Linked DNA regions of Zea mays: region 1 is linked to region 2. Evidence: chromatin contacts called from public Hi-C data. All regions are on one chromosome and are shown on one strand. Each heading gives the region's core, a stretch centred on a gene start, on an enhancer-like site or on the middle of the called end of the contact. The rest is flanking DNA. Distances are from core to core; before and after follow the strand shown.

The links. A called contact is a pair of places that touch in the nucleus more often than the background predicts.
Region 1: a contact with region 2 is called in a Hi-C map of leaf, with 7 times the contacts expected there. The contact joins the promoter of LOC103641187 here to the promoter of LOC100383025 in region 2. A contact is called at or near these places in 3 of 25 Hi-C or Micro-C datasets (ear, leaf and tassel).

What each region holds. Positions count from the first base shown.
Region 1 is chr10:84,749,386-84,752,386 of Zm-B73-REFERENCE-NAM-5.0, forward strand. LOC103641187 ((E)-beta-farnesene synthase-like) reads right to left here and starts at 1,301. Exons shown (of 7, transcript NM_001364649.1): 1 at 1,138-1,301; 2 at 786-1,059; 3 at 334-703; 4 at 1-98. The coding sequence starts at 1,263.
Region 2 is chr10:84,496,715-84,499,821 of Zm-B73-REFERENCE-NAM-5.0, forward strand. It overlaps LOC100383025 (Tyrosine decarboxylase 1), which reads right to left and starts at 1,650. Exons shown (of 1, transcript NM_001175704.1): 1 at 1-1,650. The coding sequence starts at 1,229.

The sequences.
Region 1 (3,001 bases), core at 51-2,550, 250 kb after region 2:
ATGGCTCATGTATGACTCCGAGCATCCAGAAATGAAGCTCCACCAATCTGTCCCGCGTGAAGCGCATATCTATATGTGATTGGAAATCCTTCCACCATCTATATATACATTAGTGAGTAAAATCTCTATTTTTATTACTACCCTCCATTCTCGAATATTTGTCGTTCGCTAGTATATTTTTGAACTAAACCACGACAATAAAAAAAACGGGAGGGAGTACTATTTAAATTTAGTGGGTTTAGCAAACCCGTCAACATTAATTATTACTGTTTGTTAATAATAATCAAGCAAACATCAGTGTGACGACGATACTGTGATGCGTAGTTTGCTTACACTGTAAGTTCTTTCAGTTCATCACAGTAGATAGCTTGCGAGATGTTGTAGTCCAGCTTGGCGAACTCTAGTATGGTCCCATCTCGCCCGCCCTTCTTCTCGTACGCGGAGATGTAGCGCCTCGCCTCCACTCGCTTCACCCGCCTGAACCGAGGCGTCTCCAAAGCGCACCTCACCTCCTCGGCAAGCTCTGGCTCCAGGTTCTTCTCCTCCAGCAGGGATTGCAGGCGGCTCTTGCTCCAAGCGATGATGTCGTCAAGAATCTCCTCCCCGTGAGTTCTCGTATGAGCAGCGTCATACAGCATGAGCAAGCAGCTGGCATCGTCGCTCGAGACGCTCCCGCGCTCGTCCCTGAATTTCTCGAACACATCTGTGTCGCTCGTCCACGTACTATTTGAACATTCATTCATTCAAAGTTTAAAGGAAGGAACTGTGTTTTGCCTTCGTATTACCTGAAGAGGTTGTATACCCATGCTTCCTGAGCAAGTAGAACCGCAGCGAGGTGAGGTAGAGATCGTCGGAGCCGCCTCCATCCTTGTCGCCGTCGTCGTAGACAGAGCGAAGCAACTGGTCGATCTCCTCGTAGTAGCGGTAGTCCACCCCGAGACGCTGCAGCGTGTCCACAAGCTCCAACTTCCGAAGCAGGTTGGAGGAGGCCATTGTTTCCTGTATGATCTGCCTCACCTGTTGCTCCTTGACCTTTGCCCTCTCCTTCATCGACAAGAGCTGCGACAGAACAAGACGTTGAAAGTAGATGCGGCCACCCCATGACGTAGACAGAGCAGCATGTATGTATGTATTTACCTGTGACGGAGTGCATGGGGTGTGGTGGAGGAAGAAGTCACCCCATGGGCTCGGGGTGTAGGTCCGTGGCTTGCGCTGCGGCGCCTGTGGCTGTGAAGCCAGAGGGACGGGGACGCTGGTGGTCATCTCTGTTCTGTTCTCTGGACGGTTAGCTGCTGGTGCCGAAGCAGAGGATGGGCTCTATAGAGCTCGGTCCATCTGCTGGCTTTATATAGATCGGGTTTTTTTTGAGTTGGTGTCCTTAGTTTTGCTGATGTCTTTATTTTTATCCTTATTTATATTTTTTTATTAGTTTTGTTCTTCCAGTCTATGAAATAGAAGAGTAAAACTAAGAAAAAAATACGGCTTAGGGTAGAAATGAGGAAGGTCGCAAAACTAAGGGTACGAAATTAAATTTGTAAAGTTGTTTATGGTCTCATGCCGCCTGATGCTATAGCTAGTGTTGGGGGTCTTCCTCTTTCGAAGGCTCAGGCTAGAATGAAGAAACAAGCAGATCAACATCGTTCTGAGCGTTCCTTTGCAATTGGGGATTGAGTATACTTAAAACTACAGCCCTATGCTCAATCATCTGTGATGTCGCGAGCTCACCACAAGCTGAGTTTCAAGTACATACACCCATTGGTTCGTGTCTCACAATTGAAGCTTGCTGCTGATTTTAAAGGAACAGCTTCCCAACGCTTCGGGCGTCACTTCCAGAGCGCCGTGTGCCAATTCGTGTGCTGCAAACTCGTGACCTGTCCAAGAGTAACCGTCTGGTGCAGCAAGTCCTGGTGGAATGGTCTGGGCTTCCACTTGAACTTGCAACATGGGAGGACCAGGAGGCGCTTCGTCAGTGCTTTCCATTTGCATCTGCTTGGGGAACCGAGGAGTGTCACCAACCAGGGAGACGTGGCTGAGATAGGGACATCATACAAGCAAGATGGTGCGACTCCGGATGAGATACATCACACAGCAAAGCAGACTCGTCCCGTCCGTCGTCCTTACAGGCGTGTGTGTGGGCGGCGTGTGTGTGGGCCTGACTGGCTGTAGTGTGTGATTGCGGCCTCCTGGTGGCTGGTACTATCTAGAAACAGAACTCTGATAATCGAGTCCTATCCTACCTGCCTCCCTTATCCCCTCTACTGCTCCTTCCTACCTACGCTAATATATTAGGGCATATACAGTGGTGTTTAATGTAGGGGCTCTTAAGGTGTTTTAGGGGGGTTATTTGCAAAATAATCTTAGAGCCGTCTCTCCGTGAAGAGACGCCTCTGGCTCGTAAACCAAGTAACAACAGACGCCTCACTTCCCACTGTACGAATTTGTCGTCTGTTCTATCGATCTGATGCTATACAAATACATTTAATTCTGTATTTATTAATAGACTACGTTTATAGATACTCCATTGTACAATAAAGTCTCTTAGTTGTCTCCTGTGCTTGGAGAACCGTTTTGGTGTCTCTCCACTGTACATGCCCTTAGGCTAACTAACAAATCATTTTCGTTGCAACAGCGTGTGAATGCGAGCGCGGAGAGAGCATGGTGACGAGAGAGAATGCATACATATAGGCCATGGAAGGAACTGGTCCTTTTTTATGCGGCTGCATTCAGGCACGTGACGTGACCCCAACCATGCGTGTTTTTCCTTTTTCGCTCGTGATACGAGATTCGCTGGACTCAGACTAATAGTCCGTAGTCCGTTCGGTTATATGGGTACCGTGTTCTGAAACTATTTTATCTAAATTGTTTCACTAATTTATATAAGATTTGATCTGTTGAAATGATTTCAGGTGCTTTTCAGACCAAACGAACAGGCTTTAGACTATTAGCTCTAGGCTAGACTATTAGCTCTAATGTATTTAAACTGGATCTGAGTAAATTACAA
Region 2 (3,107 bases), core at 400-2,899:
ACGTCGCTCCGGATGTGCTCCTGGAGCTTGGCCGCGCCGTAGGTGCGCATGACCATCCAGAGCTTGAGCCCCCGGAACCGGCGGCCGACGCCAACCTGCATGTCCTTGAGGTCGGTAACGTTGCCGGAGTCGCTGGCGTCGTTCTTTAGGTACTCCGGATTGGTCTCGAGAGAGTCAGTGAGCCGGTGCGTGTCGCGCACCCACAAGCACGTGCAGTCCAGGCACGTCAAGAGCCACTTGTGCGGGCTCATGCTGATGGAATCGACGCGTTCCACGCCGTCCAGGTGGTGCCGGAACTCCGGGCAGATGCACGCGCTACCGGCGTAGGCGGCGTCGATGTGGACCCAGGCGTTGAACACGGCGGCGACGTCGGCAATGGCTCCGACCGGGTCGACGGCGTTGGACGACGTGGTGCCGACCGTGGCGCAGACGTAGGTCGGCACGAGGCCGGCGTCGACGTCGGCCTGCATGACCTCGAAGAGCCTGGCCGGGTCGAGGGCGTAGTCCGTCTCGGGGCCGGTGGGGATGGAGCGAATGTTGGCCGGGTCGAAGCCGGCGAGGCGGCACGCCTTGAAGAAGGTGGAGTGCGTCTGGTCGGCGGCGTAGACAGCCAGCCGCGGAAGGCCGGACACGCCCTGGGAGCCAGTCCGGCGGAGGGCGGCGTCACGCGCGGCGACGAGCGTGACGAGCATGGCCTCGCTAGTGGTGCCGAGGATGACGCCGCCGCCGGTGCCGCGCCCAGCTGCGCCGGTGCGGTTCATGAAGCTGGGCGGCAGGCGCAGGAGCTGCGCGAGCCAGTCGAGCGCGAGGACCTCCATCTCCGTGGCGGCTGGCGCGGCCTGCCACGTGAAGCCGACGGTGTTCATGGCGGACGCGATGAGGTCGCCGGCGATGGCCGCGGCGCTGTTGGTGGACGGGAAGAAGGCGAAGAAGTTTGGGCTGGCCCAGTGGGTCATGCCGGGGACGACGGAGTCCGTCAGCTCCTTCATGGTGACGTCGAACGGGGCGGAGGACGTGGGCGGCGCGGACCTTAGCTGCTGCCGCAGGTACCCTGGCTTGACGTCCGGCAGCACGGGCAGTGACTCGACGGACTTGTAGTAGTCGGAGATGAAGTCGACGGCCTTGTGGAGGTAGGCGCGGACGTCGTCGGGGTGGAGGGGCTGGAAGCCGGTGGTGGCGTCGACGCCGAAGGCGGAGAAGGCGTTAGGATTGGTGTCCAAGCTGCCCATGACTTGCCGATCGCTAGATTAACACAGCGGGGAAGTTGGAGCTAGAGCCTAGAGGTCGAGCTAGCGGCTACGAGCCTGCGAGCTGCAGCTGACTGGTCAGTGGACACTGACAGATCGAAGGCTGCAGATCGAGCTCCGTGGGGTTTGGTGGGGAAGAAGGCAGAAGTTAGGGTTGGGATATATAGGCATGCAGGTGGAGGAGGAGGCAAGGCAGCAAGGGAGTGGCGTGGGGACGAGGGCGTCGGCGTGGTCGTACGTGCGACTGCTGCTGCTCGTGGGTGACGAAGACGACGTTGGTAGGAGAAGAGAATTGGCTGTGGCAACTGGCAATCTGGCAAAGGGGCGCGGCGAGCTAGTCAAGTCAGGCGGTCAATTGCCATGCGCCGTCGTGTCGCGCGCTGGCATGCGATCTCCGGCGACGACGACTAGTATAGATTTGTCAGCTAACGCGATATATACATAGACCCCTATATTTGTCGTACAGATGGTCGATGTGCTTTATTTAGAATCTCTTTCTGTTATTAATAGAGAGTCTTTGGTAGGTAGGATGGGACTTCTCCATTTGTCACTTTAGTTAATTTCCCACGTTTTTTACGCCAATTTCCAGTCCTACTACTTTTAGTACGAATAATACTTTACTTCCGCTTTGAATATAAAACTAGAGGAGGCTAAGAGCAACTTCAGTAGTTCTCTAAAAAATAGCTTGCTAAAATCATGTTTAGCAAGTTGCTAAATAGCTATTGGAAGTAAAAAATAACTTAGTCTCCAATAGTTGCTCATATTTAGGAAGTAGTTCGATTTTGAATCTAACTTTAGCGGCCCTGCCCCTATGAGATCTGCCTGATAATAAGGTTGAGAGCAGAAGATATGAGGGCGGAAGAAAAAAGGTCGGTCGATATGAACTATGGATGAATGGTGGTCTGGTGGCGCAACCTATAAGAAAGTTGGGTTCGACGATGAAGGAGAAACTTGTGTCATACGTGTTTGACCTAGCTACCTCATTATGCTAGAAAATGAAAAAAGAGTGTGCTATACCTGGCTATCTCACTGTGTAGGAAAGGGAAAAATAATCACGCTAGTGTGAAGAAATTGACGTCAACTGTATTTAGGGAGTTCCTACCGAGTTGCTAAATGTGGAGAGTAAATAGAGTTGAATAGCAACTAAGTAAATTTAGCAAGTCTATTTAGAGAACCATTGGAGAAGCATTTTTCTGTTCACTTCTTAAATTTAAGATTTAGAGAGTTGTTTAGAGAACTATTGGAGTTGCTCTAACGGCTAAATAAATACTAACTGCAATATGCTTGTGCCCTAAACCAAGTATATAAGTTATAAGCATGTACCCTCCTTAACAATGTTCATTTACCTGCGTCATACTCTCGATTTCCCTAGTTAATTTCCTTGTAGCTAGCCGCATGTAAGTGTGTTCAAACACCATGACACTAGTGTTTCCAAAATATTCTCCTAATCCATGATTATTGCACTAGTAGAAAAAGGCTCAAAGCCTGCGGGGACGATATATTTTTACAGACGGATTCGGTTATCCACCGACTGTGTTATTTCTAGTGGCGGTTCCTTAAGAAAACCGCCACTAGAAATCGTATTTCTACTGGCGGTTCCTTTAGAAAACCGCCAGTAGAAATCCATGATTTGTAGTGGCAGTTTTCTTAAGGAACCGCCAGTAGAAATACGATTTCTAGTGGCGGTTTTCTTAAGGAACCGCCACTAAAAATCATTTTTATCCTTAATTTTTCGAGTTTTTCAAACGGCCTCGTATGACAAAACCACCAAAATAAAAGTTGTAGATCTCTAAAAGTTACGAAACTTTGTAGTTGACAACTTTTTTATTTGAACTCATTTCGGTTCTCAAAAATTGAATC